2 separate regions of the Zea mays genome follow, and region 1 is linked to region 2. A link is a contact called in public Hi-C data. All regions are on one chromosome and are shown on one strand. Each heading gives the region's core, a stretch centred on a gene start, on an enhancer-like site or on the middle of the called end of the contact. The rest is flanking DNA. Distances are from core to core; before and after follow the strand shown. Region 1 holds the start of LOC100286370. Region 2 holds the start of LOC100283028.

Evidence for each region. Hi-C and Micro-C count contacts between places; a contact is called where the count stands out from the background.
Region 1: a contact with region 2 is called in a Hi-C map of ear, with 2.4 times the contacts expected there. The contact joins the promoter of LOC100286370 here to the promoter of LOC100283028 in region 2. A contact is called at or near these places in 2 of 25 Hi-C or Micro-C datasets (ear and leaf).

The regions. Positions count from the first base shown.
Region 1 is chr3:107,113,361-107,120,156 of Zm-B73-REFERENCE-NAM-5.0, reverse strand. It overlaps LOC100286370, which reads right to left and starts at 4,693. Exons shown (of 4, transcript NM_001159257.2): 1 at 4,364-4,693; 2 at 4,060-4,242; 3 at 3,636-3,874; 4 at 2,946-3,524. The coding sequence starts at 4,657. The coding sequence ends at 3,278. It overlaps LOC100272309 (ubiquitin conjugating enzyme 1), which reads right to left. Exons shown (of 6, transcript NM_001146794.1): 6 at 6,689-6,796.
Region 2 is chr3:106,501,265-106,507,958 of Zm-B73-REFERENCE-NAM-5.0, reverse strand. It overlaps LOC100283028, which reads left to right and starts at 3,250. Exons shown (of 2, transcript NM_001371893.1): 1 at 3,250-3,756; 2 at 4,542-5,798. The coding sequence starts at 3,304. The coding sequence ends at 5,696. lox12 (linoleate 9S-lipoxygenase12) reads left to right here. Exons shown (of 6, transcript NM_001112527.1): 2 at 1-188; 3 at 291-638; 4 at 741-916; 5 at 998-1,299; 6 at 1,480-2,635. The coding sequence ends at 2,503.

The DNA of each region.
Region 1 (6,796 bases), core at 3,444-5,943, 610 kb before region 2:
CACAGAAACTTCTCTTCGAACTAGCAAATACGTGGCTGCTGCTTACCGGACAAACGACTAACCTTGCATTGTCCGCATTTATTTAATTACTACTACTATTGTCAGTGCCAACTGCCAACACACGGTTGATATGTCTTGTGGTTCGGATTGTGGTGAATGGTTATTGTCAACAAGGGTAGTGTCTTGGATTGAGTCTGTTGGACTAACCGAGACATGAGTTTGTTGGTGCAATGTCTTTGGGCTTGTAGTGCGTAGGTGCAGAGTTCGGAGACAGTGATCAATAGTGTAGGTGAATGTCATGCAGGTTCGTACCAATAGACTGGAAGTGACGAAGGACGAACATTGAGTCTTGATCAAGAGACTTGAGAAGTCGAGTGACTAGCCATGGTGGCTGATACCTAGGTACATCGACAAACGCAAAAACATGACAAAACTGATTTGTGTCGTCGACGTGGTTGTGGACCGTCGAGACACTTGTCCAGGACGTGGGCACGCGTATGAAGTACTCTACCCACGGGGGGTTTTGTGGTTGAGCGTCAAAACCACCCAGCGCGACAGTTCTTGGATTTCGCTAGGTTTGGACCTCAAAACCTGGTTGCGTGGTTCTGTAGGGAATCAGAGGCAGCATATGACATCATTGTGGAGGGTTTATCAAGACAAGCAACTTTGTGAAGAATGTGTGATCGACAGATCAATTCCAAGAGCTGGTCTATTTTGCCCTTGCCTAAGTGGATAGGCTTATGTATATAAGGATAGTATAGAAAAGAGGAATAACCTTCTGTGAACAGAAAGGGAGAGTTGAACCGTTTAGCCATCTCTTTTAGCACTTTTATTTCCTTTACTTAGTTTGTAACCCTCCTTATTTCTCTTTAGCTAGGAGATTTTAAGATGTTTTTGAACCACAACATCTAAATCTACGAATTTTTGTGGAAGTGTGGTCGTAATCACACTAAGTCCTCGTGTTGTTTCATTTTGTATCAAATCTGATGTTATTTCCTTTTGGTTTTAATCTTTTCCTCTCAACCCATCTAGTTACAATTTTGAGTTGATTCTTTGCGTTCACTTATTTGGGTAAGTGTTTTGGTGTTAATCTCTGGTTTCTGGATTCATTGCAACCTCACGTATGAGTTGATCCAAATTGTGAGCAAGCTTTCTAATAGATTTGCTCTTTCGACAAAACCCCAAGTCAAGTTCGAATTTTCTGATCCGACTTTGAAGTTTACATCCTTTTGATCTCAAAATTTCTGGACATCTTAACTCTCTTGTGAAGGTGTATGTAAAACTTCAGCTTAATCGAAGTCCGTTTGGATCGATTTTGTATTCTAAAACTAAAATTCAAGATGCTAAAATAGTCTAGGTTAGCAGCACTGTTTTGGGTTGTTTGGGACATTTCGATGTATGTTTTGCGACATAGTTGGGTTCATTCTTTTTGCAGGTTCTCCCGATAACTTTTCTACATCTCTTATGTGTTATTTGAATTTTGGATGTTAGGGTATAAAATTGAGAAGAAAGCTAGAGGTGTGTAAGAGCAAAGATTTTTATTAGCTTCCATTCACCCCCTTATCAGATTCGATCCTTCAGTTAATCTCTGTTACCAGTGATTTAATTAAGCTACTATAATTAACTTACTACCAGCTAAGACCCTCCTTGTTGGTTTGCTTTGGTTTGGTTTCCATGTGCGAAGCAAATCTTGTTTCTTTTTTTTAGAATATAATATAAGTGAATTGCACACCTCCTCCTATCAGTTTAAATTTTTGGATTGAACTGATTGTTGCATGCAACTTAATATGGTATCAGAGGTAGAGGTCATGAGTTCGAATTCTGCTTAGCACAATTAAAATAAAATAATTGTTGCTCGCTCATATTCCACGTCAAAGACCCAAAAAGGCTCGACGTAAGAGAGAGTGTTAGAATATAATACAAGCGAATTGTCCACATCCTATTATCAGCTTAAACTTTTAGGTTAAACTGGTTGGTGTAACAACTTAATACCTTCTTCCATGATACATATGCATGCTCTAGACGATCTTCACAATTGGCTAGTGTTTTCTTGAATTGAAGAGAAGAGAGAGCACGGCACGTAGAATATATGCTAGACACAATAAATATTTCCTGCCATGTTAACCATATGCAATCAACACAAACTGCCAGCACTTAACACAAAATGAAATGGCTTGTAGCTAGGCCGGGAGAGGATCGGAATGCGACTGATCGATTGCGCCCTTAATTTAGTTTAGGGCGCACACACACCAGGACAAACAGGTCCTGTCAAATGCTGGCTCAACAGATGCATGCCTTAGTCGGTGATTGTGCCACAGAAGCAAGAGATACCCACTTGTTTATTTGCCTGCTATTAGCTGCAATCGAAGTACACGCTTAAAGCCGGGGCAATTAATTATTTGACTTGTTTAATGGGTTTAATTCGATCCAGCTCTGGCTACTAGGTGAGGGTATATCCAATTATTATCCGTCCCTGAATATGATATGCAGAGTTAAGGATCTTATATATATAGAAATGTAGAGTTAAGGATCTTATATGCAGAGTTAAGGATCTTATATGCAGAGTTAAGCAGGGCGGTGCAGAGCTATCCTCTTTCTTGTTCATATCACTATAGCAGACAGTCGGTGCCGTAGTAAGACGACAAGTGCGTGACCCAGGTAACTGTCCTGTAGCACAGCGTGGTCCTCAGTCTTGGTACTGGTGACTAATTAACAGGTGCATTTGTATGTAGCAACCGTGGACTGCAGGATGATGACCTCTCTCACTTGCACTTGCACAGTGCCAGTACTTGGCACTCTATGTTCCAATCTTCTTCCAGATTATGCAGAAGGCGCCGCTACTGCATTGTGCATCAGTAGTCAGGATCCTTTGATGTGCAGTAGTCCTCACACTCGCACATCCCAAAAATATCGCTGAACGAAACAGAACAGAACAATGGAGAGGAGGAGGGAGAGCTGGAGAGCAGTCATTCTTGACAATTGACATCAACGAACAATGGACGCGACGCCCTTGAGCGACGAGCGCCACTGGAGACTAGAGCGTAGGCGGTAGTCCTGGCATCGAGCAAGTTTCCCACGCGAAGCTTGCTTCTGTCCACACCACACCTAGCTGCTGAAAGAACGAGAGATTGCTTCTCCTAAATCACCGAACGGGTCACAGCCACCAGCTGTGCAGACGAGAGAACGATCATGAGATGAGAAGCTAAGAGCAAATGCCTAGCTCACACTTTATTCAGCTCTTCAAGACTTCTTCAGTTCAGAAAGATTTCTTTACTGGCTAGCTAGTAAACCTGACGAGGTAGGAAACCATCTCCGAGTTCACCCTCTCGGCCTGCTCCTGCTGGAGAAAATGGTGGCCTTCGATGACGGTGACTTCAAGATCTGGAACGGTGGACTTGAACTCCGCGCTCTTGATGTACTCCCCAGTTCCAAAGGACTGGGCACCGATGTCCTTATCGCCAGCTATGAACTTCACAGGCACTGTAATCTTCGCTCCGTTCCAGGGTGCAAGGAGTCTCGAGTTCCTGCATGCAAAATTATATTACCACAACTTACGACCAGTGTAACCAGGCAATGGTTAATAAGACAGAAATAGTACGTACTAGGAAACAAGCTAATTAAGGTGAGGAAATTACGTCTCCGACATGCGGTAGTAGTTGAGGGGTCCAGTGAACCCGGACTTGTGAAACTTCTCAGCATACTGGCCCAGTTCTTCCTCGCTGATCCAAGGAAGTGGCGAGGGAGACGCCTCCAGGAAGTCTATGATCTCCACCCCAGGAGGAGCGGTGACATCATCTATTTCGATGGAGTAGAACTTTTTTAGGACAGTTGCGACATCGTAACGGGCGAATGCGCTCTCAGCTCTTCCAGCCTCCTGTAAATACGTATGAATCTTCAAACGCCATCGCCAAACGCTGTGTTTTTTCTATGGACTAATAATACTTAAATTATCGAAAACTCTCATTTATTGATATATATAGGTGCAAAATTGCTGGTACAAAATCAGGCGAAGTAGATAGCATGGTTGAGGGGGAAGATCATCGGATGAGCGAGCACCACCTGGAACTGATTTATGTAAAAGCCCTCGCCAAACGCCGCGAAGGCCTCCGTGATGGGGCGAGCGTGTGCGTGTCGAGCGGAGTACGGTACCCCCAGAACGACGGCGGCGCGCACCCGGTCCGGCCGGAACAGGCAGAGGAGCCACGCCGCATGCGCGCCCCAGTCGTGCCCCGCCACGAACACCTACAGATCCATCCGTGGCAGATGGCGGCGCCGGCGCGCACAGCACACAGTCACTCGCGATGGTGAGGCGAGAAACAAGAAGAAGCACGTACGGCAGGGGGACAGAAAAGGCGGCATGCACCTTTGTGAGTTGGAGGTGGTCGAGGAGCGCGACGACGTCGCCGACGATGTGGAAGATGGAGTAGGCGGCGGGGTCGGACGGCGCGGAGGAGTCGCCGTAGCCGCGGAGGTCGGGGGCTAGCGCACGGAACCCGCGGGCGGCGAGCGCGGCCATCTGGTGGCGCCACGAGAGCCAGAGCTCCGGGAAGCCGTGGAGGAGGAGCACCGCCGGCCCATCCTCGGGGCCCCGCTCGGCGACGTGGATGGAGACGCCGTTCACGTCCGCGTTCCAGTGCCGCACCTCGCCCGCGTCCATGCTATGCTGCATCTCTGACACGCGGGTCGCCTGTTTGGATCCTCAGGCTGCTATGCCGGTCAGTCAAAAATGTGCTCGCGCTGTCCACGTTGCACTGTAAAGAAATGGCCAAAGGTTTAAATCCGTTAATGAAGCAAGTAAATATACTCGCTCGGCCTTATTTTAACTGTCATTTTTCGTTTCTCGAAAAATCAAACATACTCTATTTTAATCAAATATATATATATATATAATAAAATACTAACTTTTATAAAATATAGTAATATTTATAAAATATAGTTAATATCATTAGGTGGATTATTGAATTTATTTTTCTAATAAATTTATTCTAATATATAAATATTGTTTGTATTTTTAAAACTAGTTAGTTTTAACTAGGTTTAATCGGTATATTAACTACAAAGATATTTAAATAGAAATAGATGGAATAAATATTTAGATTATTTTGTGAAAGTCGCTCTTCTGCACCACGTCGTCCTTTATTCAACGTTGACATCGACGTTGATTTTGGATCCGAGCTTTTAGGTGCAATTAAATTTTTATTTTTCGAGTAAGATGGAGCTCTCTTGTTGGACAAGGTGCAAGAGACAATTTGTTGACATATACATAAAATAATAGCACAAAAAATTCGGCCGGGAGGGTGTGACCACCCTCCCAGTACAATACCTAAGGCCGGCAGATAAGGCGCACAAAATCCTCTGATAGTTAATGGTCTCGAGCGAGAAAATCTCCAAACAATGACTCCATCACTAGCGGACCGTCATCGTCCACTCTGCAACAGTGGACCGTCACTACCCACTCTGCACGACCCAGCTAGAGGGTGGTGTGCAATACGTAACCCGGAAGCGGACAAGACATAGTGAGAGGGTTTTTTAACTACAGTCTTAAATTCGCTTCCATGAAAAATCGAACATAAGATCTGAGTTAGGGATGGCAACGGGTTTAAAACCCGCGGGTACATAGATTACAAACTCGTACCCGCGAGATTAATGTTAAACCCGTACTCGCACTCGCTACCCGCGACGGGTAGCGTATGTTACCCAAACCCGCTACCCGCGAGTTTATGGCATCCGCGGGCACAGTCATATAATAAATATTTATTAAACTGATAACACATAATAATAAATATTTATTAAACTGATAAAAACATGTACCAATCTTAGCCAAAAGTTCAACGAGTTCTCTGGCATCTGTAGTCTTCTTTTATATCATTTGATTGGCTCCGCCCGCTCAAATCTTTCGGGGTGGCACTAAATTGAGATGTATGTGCTCTACAGTCTACACAGACACACGCGAGTATGCGGGTTTACGGGTACAGATACAACATTTTTATGCCCACGAGAAAAAAAACCGTCAGGTTGAAAATCAAACCCGTACCTGTACCCACGGGTACAAACTCACACTCAAACCCGCACCCTCTATGGTTTTTACCCGTGAGCACGCGAGTAAAATGTGCCCGTTGCCATCCCTAATCTGAGTGCTGCTCAAACCACGTAACCAATTCAGTTAGGGACCTTTTTCGCTAATAGCACTAACAGTAGGGATATGTGACATATACATAAAATAATATCACTAACAGTAGGGATATGTGGAATTGTTGGCGCCAGCAAACAGTTTGAAGACTGACTTCAATTTCCATAAGACTGCAGCACTGTTTTTCGTCTATTTGGTACAAGTAATCAATAAGCTAGAATAATTTCATTTACGCACACTTCCTCCACTGCAGCTCAAACTTGACTATCTCCAGCAACTTACCCATCCTCATACCAATATTCAAACTCCACTACACGAACAGTGCAGTTTACACTGCAAAACGGTGCAAAACAGTGCTTTTAGATAAACTTTGGATAGACTGCTACAGAATGTCAAGTTACCCATCCCATTTCACTCAGACTTCAGCACGTCCATAAGCAGAGAAAGAAAACTGGAATACCAAATCCATCGGTGTCAGTGCGAGTTACAACTATCACAATAGCAGCAGCGCAGCGCTACAATGAACAACCAGGCAAATCCATAAGCAGACTGCAGACTGATACAAAGGCACATTGAGCAAAGCAAGTCATAGTTAAACCTGCACAGTTAATTCCTTTTGAGCTCGTTCCAGTGATTCAGGCAGGGTACACTCATGCTTATTCTATA
Region 2 (6,694 bases), core at 2,001-4,500:
GGAGCTGCGGAGCCTCCGGGGCAACGGCCGCGGCGAGCGCAAGGACTGGGAGCGCGTCTACGACTACGACCTGTACAACGACCTGGGCGACCCGGACAAGGAGGACCGCGCCCGCCCGGCGCTCGGCGGCACCGCCACGCACCCGTACCCGCGCCGCTGCCGCACCGGCCGCCCTCTCTTCAAGACAGGCAAACACACCATCCACTAGATAGTCCACTGCCATTGATTTTGATCGACCGATTTCTCCATCTGACCTCCAAAGTTGAAACCAAACGCGGCATATGCTGAAGACGGCGTGACGGAGACGCGGAAGCACCTCATCAACCTCGACTTCTACATCCCGCCGGACGAGCGCTTCAGCCCGACCAAGCTGGCGGAGGTGCTGGCGCTGGCGGTGCAGGCCGTGACGCACTTCGTGGTGCCAGAGTCCAACGCGCTGTTCCACGGCAACGTCAACAGCTTCCGCTCGTTTGATCAGCTCAAGGACGACCTGTACGGCAGGAGACCGCCGGTCGCCGTGGATGGGCAGGTGATGGACAAGCTCAAGACGTCGGTGCCGTCGCACAAGACCTACAAGCAGGTGTCCAAGATGGTCAAGGAGACGCCCGTCAAGTTCCCCATCCCTCAAGTCATCGAGCGTACGTACATACACACACTACACACTTGCCGAGCTCGACTTTCCATTTCATGTTTGGTTGATTATGTTTATCATGGCTGTACTTGTGCATATATGCATGCAGATGATCAGGAGGCGTGGCGTAGCGACGAGGAGTTCGCTAGGGAGATGCTGGCGGGGCTCAACCCGGTGGTGATCAGTAGACTAGAGGTGTTCCCGCCGGTGAGCAGAGGAGGGAAGAAGAGCTCCATTACGGAAGCGCACATCGAGAGCCAGCTCCAAGGACGAACTGTGCAAAAGGTCAGTCAGTCGTCAAACACATCAATGTTGCTGGCTGTCTGAGAGCTCCAAATCGGATGAGAGCCATGGTGCATTGTGCAGGCACTAGATGACAAGAGGCTGTATCTTCTTGACCACCATGACTACCTGATGCCATACCTGCGGCGCATCAACACGCAACAAGGGGTGTGCGTCTACGCGTCGCGCACGCTGCTCTTCCTCAGGGACGACGGCGCCCTCAAGCCTCTTGCCATAGAGCTCAGCCTGCCCGGTGACGGCGCCGAGGTCAGCAGCAGGGTCATCCTCCCTGCGACCCCAGGGACGACCGATGGACACCTGTGGTGGCTTGCTAAGGCTCATGTCTCCGTCAATGATTCAGGCTACCATCAGCTCATCAGCCACTGGTACGTACGGTGAGCAAGGAGAAACAGATTCATTATCAAACGTGGAGTACAAATTTCAGGGATAGTTTATATTTATAGGCGTACAGAAAAGCATATTCCAAAGAATATTCTAAATATATAAAATAAATTAGAGGAATATTCCAATATTTCTTAATGCATCCATATGCATATGCGTATTAGGCTGTTCACGCACGCGACGGTGGAGCCGTTCATCATCGCCACCAAGAGGCAGATGAGCGCCATGCACCCGATCCACAAGCTGCTGGAGCCGCACTTCAAGGACAACATGCAGATCAACACGCTGGCCAGGAGCATCCTGCTGAGCGCGGGCGGCATCCTGGAGAGGACCATGTACCCGGGGAAGTACGCCATGGAGATGTCCTCGGCCATCTACTCCGAGTGGAGGTTCACGGAGCAGTCCCTGCCCAACGAGCTCGTCAAGAGGGGCATGGCGTCCAAGATGGGCGGCGGCGCCATCGCCCTGCACGTGGAGGACTACCCGTACGCGGTGGACGGCATGGACGTGTGGCGCGCCATCGAGGGCTGGGTCAGGACCTACTGCGCCCACTTCTACCACTCCGACGCCGCGGTGGCCGCCGACGCGGAGCTGCAGGCGTGGTGGGACGACGTCCGCCGCGTCGGCCACGGCGACCGCCAGCGCGACCCGGCGTGCTGGCTGGACCTCGACTCCGTGGCCAACCTCGCCGAGTCGCTGTCCACGCTCATCTGGATCGCCTCCGCGCTGCACGCCGCCGTCAACTTCGGCCAGTACGGCTACGCCGGGTACATGCCCAACCGCCCCACCCGGTGCCGCCGCTTCGTGCCGCTGCCGGACTCCCCGGAGATGGCGCAGCTGGAGGCCGACCCGGACAGGTTCTTCCTCGACACGGTGCCCGACCGCTTCACCGCCACGCTCGGGCTCACGCTCATCGAGGTGCTCTCCAACCACACCTCCGACGAGCTCTACCTGGGCCAGCGCGCCACCGCGGCGTGGACCGACGATGGGGAGGTGCTGCAGCTGCTCGACAGGTTCCGGGAGGAGCTCCGCCGGGTGGAGAAGCGGATTACGGAGAGGAACAGGGACCCGCGACTCAAGAACCGGAAGGGACCCGCCAAGGTGCCGTACACGCTGCTGTTCCCGGACGTCGGCGGCAAGGAGAAGGGGATCACCGGCAAAGGGATACCCAACAGCGTCTCCATATGACAATTGACAAGCTCGCTCCTTTTTTTTTTATTGTTTTGTTGCAGAGGATCTGATTATGGTTGTCGGTTTAATTTCGTTGTGAGCATCATTGTGTTAATATGTTTTATTGCGATGATTGGTTTGGAATTTAAATCTGTTGAAAGGGTCTAATAACATTTTTCTTTTCTTTTTTTAAAGAAAATCCATTACATGAATATGTCACTCTTTACCAGAAGCGCTCGTTCGAATGACTTCAAATAAAGGGATTTGACCTGTTTGTACCAAATCAAATTAATGAACTGCTAAGAACTGTCTACCGGAAATATCTAAATTAGTTGTCACAACTAAGGGCTGTTTGGTTTATTTTTATTAAATTTTAGTTTATGTCACATCAAATATTTAGATATCAATTATAAGTGTTAAATATAGGTTCAATAGATTTGAACTTGCCTTTTCGTCTTTATTTATGTAATTAGTTTTATAATTACATTATATTTAATACATATAATTATTATTTAAACATCCAATATGCATAGACTAAATTTGGTATAACCTATCTCTATAAGCCGTTCGGTTGTCTAGGTGAAATCATTTCGAATCAGATTACTTCTTTAATTTATATAAGTTTTGATTAACCAGACAGGGAGATGGTTTGGCCTGTCCTAGGCGTCGTGTGTTGGCAATCTTTATTTAAAAAGAAAAAGAAAAAATATGAAAAAGTCATATTTAATTATTTATTGCTGCGAACATATGGGATGCCAGAGTCGCAGCAAACCACGGTTCGGCGCCTCGGCGGCGTCCAATTCCCCTTCCCGTCGCCGATGCCGATGCCGATGCCACGGGCGCGGACGCGGTGGTCGGCGCTAGCCGCCAGCGCGCTCATCCAATGCTGCGCGGGGAGCTCCTACTGCTTCGGCGTCTACTCTCAGACGCTCAAGGCCTCGCAGCGCTACGACCAGTTCGCGCTCGACGCCGTCGCCTTCTTCAAGGACGTCGGCGCCAACGCCGGGGTCCTCTCGGGCTTCCTCGTCGCTTGGGCGCCGGGGGGCCGCAGGCGCCCCTGGATTGTCCTCCTCGCCGGCTCCCTGCTCTGCGCCGCGGGCTACCTCCCCATGTGGCTAGCCGTCGCGGGGGTCGCGCCCGCGCCGCTCCCGCTCGTCTGCCTCTACATGCTGCTCGCCGCGCAGGCGCAGACCTTCTTCAACACCGCCGATGTTGTCTCCGCCGTCGAGAACTTCCCCGACCGACGAGGCACTGTCATCGGCATCATGAAGGCAGGTCAACTCAATTCCTTTTCCTTGCCCATTATTTCGGAATGCGGTCGAGAAGATAAAATTGAGACCCCTGACTGGACTGTGCTACCTGGTACTTTCTTTTAAGCATTATTATAGACAGACGATCTTGTAGACTTGGGTAGTTGCCTTCCATATCAACAACAGACAACAGTAGAGTTATCATTGGGCTGGAGACATTCAGTACTTTGCTTATGAGATCTGGTGCCTTATTGGATACCATGGTTTTGATCATGTCCTGCTCCTGGATGCCGCTGTCCCACTAAAACTGTTTGGATCAGATTCTACAACTTTATCTTCATTCTGCATCAAACTTCAGTCTATTATGAAAGCTATTGATTTGTCAGTTTCGATTTGAACCCGAACTATGTTGATTTACTCCCAGCCAATTGGCAGGAAATTCCTTTTTTTGTTTCCCAAACCGAGGGCTTCCCCATTTCCATTAACAAACGGACATACAGATGTTTGAGCAAGCAGCTAGAAAGAAAACAGATATATCTGTACGACACCTGATAGCCAATTGACAAGAGATTAATTCCTATGATCACACCTGCAGTTCTATACTAATGCTGGCAGTTTTGACTGACCCCAACTTACCACAATTCATTTCTGTTTACTTTTGCAACAGGGTTTTCTAGGCCTAAGTGGGGCAATACTTGTCCAAATTTACCGCACTCTGGCATTGATCCCAGCTCTTTCATACTGATGCTGGCAGTTTTGACTGACCCCAGCTTACCTCAATTCATTTCTGTTTACTTTTGCAACAGGGTTTTCTAGGCCTAAGTGGGGCAATACTTGTCCAAATTTACCGCACTCTTGGCATTGATCCCAGCTCTTTCATACTGATGCTGGCAGTTTTACCCACGGCCGTCACCTTGGCGCTCATGTATTTTGTGGATGTCCACAATCCACATGAACGGTATGAGAAGAAATTCCTAGACGCTTTCTCCCTCATTGCTGTTACTGTTGCTGGATACTTGATGATTCTCATAATCTATGGTCAAGTTTTCCCAATAAGCTCAGCTGTGCAGAGCGTTTGTTTCGTGGTACTCCTGCTACTAGTGATGTCTCCAATAGCTGTGGCTGCAAAGGCCCAGACGCCAGAATCAATAGCTCATCAAGGATCAATCTCAGAACAAAGGGCTGGACTGCTCCGCGAAGAGGTCACAGAGGATTCTGAAAATGCTAGCTCAAGCACTACTGCGCTTGGGGGATCTAACCAAGACCTGTCTTCAGGCAAAGAAAACCTGAACGTATTACAGGCCATGTGCAAGCTCAACTTCTGGTTGCTCTTCCTGGCAATGGCTTGCGGAATGGGATCAGGTCTGGCCACGGTGAACAATATCAGCCAGATCGGCGGCTCCCTTGGCTACACGACCAAGGAGACCAGCACACTCGTGTCTCTATGGAGCATATGGAACTTTTCAGGGCGGTTTGGTGCAGGCTTCATATCCGACCATTTCCTTCGCCTGCGAGGAGTTGGCAGGCCATTCTTTATAAGCATCACGCTGCTGGTCATGAGCGTCGGCCATGCCATCATCTCCTCCGGTCTCCCTGCGTCGCTCTACATTGGGTCGGTGCTCATCGGCATGTGCTATGGGTGTCAGTGGGCCCTGATGCCAAGCATAACATCTGAGATCTTTGGGCTGAGCCATTTCGGCACCATATTCAACATGGTGGCTGTTGCAAGCCCTGTTGGGTCCTACATCCTCTCGGTGCGCATCGTGGGCTACATATACGATATTGAATCGCCACCGGACGAGCACTCTTGTGTAGGTAAGCAATGCTTTGCACTCTCTTTCATGATCATGGCCGGTGTCTGTATGTTTGGGTCCGCTGTGGCATTTGTGTTGTTTATCAGAACAAGGACGTTCTATAGGCGTGTCGTATATGCAAGGTTACAATCTTTTCTAGACAAGTAACAAGTCTTTATGTAAGATGGCTATATAACTTGGAATAATGTTTGTACATGTATATTATGTCAGTGTTTCTATAATTTCGAGGTATAAAGATTATTACATGGATGGAGCATGATATTCAACTCATGGCCTGAACAAATATATACCTTTTTATATACTGTTTTTAGCTTATATATATGGACATCGAGATTAAGATGAAGTGTCACAGTTGTTTCCTGCCTTACTGTGTTATTGGAGAGAGTGATACATTATACATGTGCTCCTCTGGACCACTCGTCTCCTAGTGCATATAAGACACTGCATTATTCAGCCATCTTTCTCTATCACTTCACTAATAAACAAGCTCATTATGTACTTGTCACCTTCCTTGGATGGACCCATCTTCATTGCTCATCTTTCTGTTCGTCTTCTGCTCTGTTTTCTTCTTTTTTCCTTTTTTTTTTTGCCGCTGCCGCTGCCTCGTTTTTCTCTTTGGCCTCCTTTGCCTGCGCTGCCGCTTTCGCATGGGCATCTGCTTCTTCCTTAGCCTCAGCCAGCGACTTAGTTCTTGATGCATGAGTAGAATAGTGACGAGAGAGCGAGGCAGGCGATATGCGGTTTGGCATCGGTAGGGCTGGACAAAATAACCGTGGACTTTCGGTTCGTGGTCAGCTCGTCTTATTTAAATTTTTTCACGAGCTAAACTAACACTTAGCTCGGTTTGTTAACGAGCCATCTCACGAGCTCAACGAGTTATCACATTTTAGTAAAAAAGAAAACTATATGTATATTACTTACGTATCAATTGATGTATATGTTATATGTACGTGCAGTTCCTATGTCATATGAGTTAAACTGATGATTGATGAACTGTATCTACGTGTTAAAATGATCCATACGACTATGATAGATTAAACTGATGAACATGTGTATGAATTATGAATTGGTGAGTGATGAGATGTGTTAATTTGGTGTTGCATTGATGTGGTCTCTGAAACTGGGTATAATTACTATTTTCTATT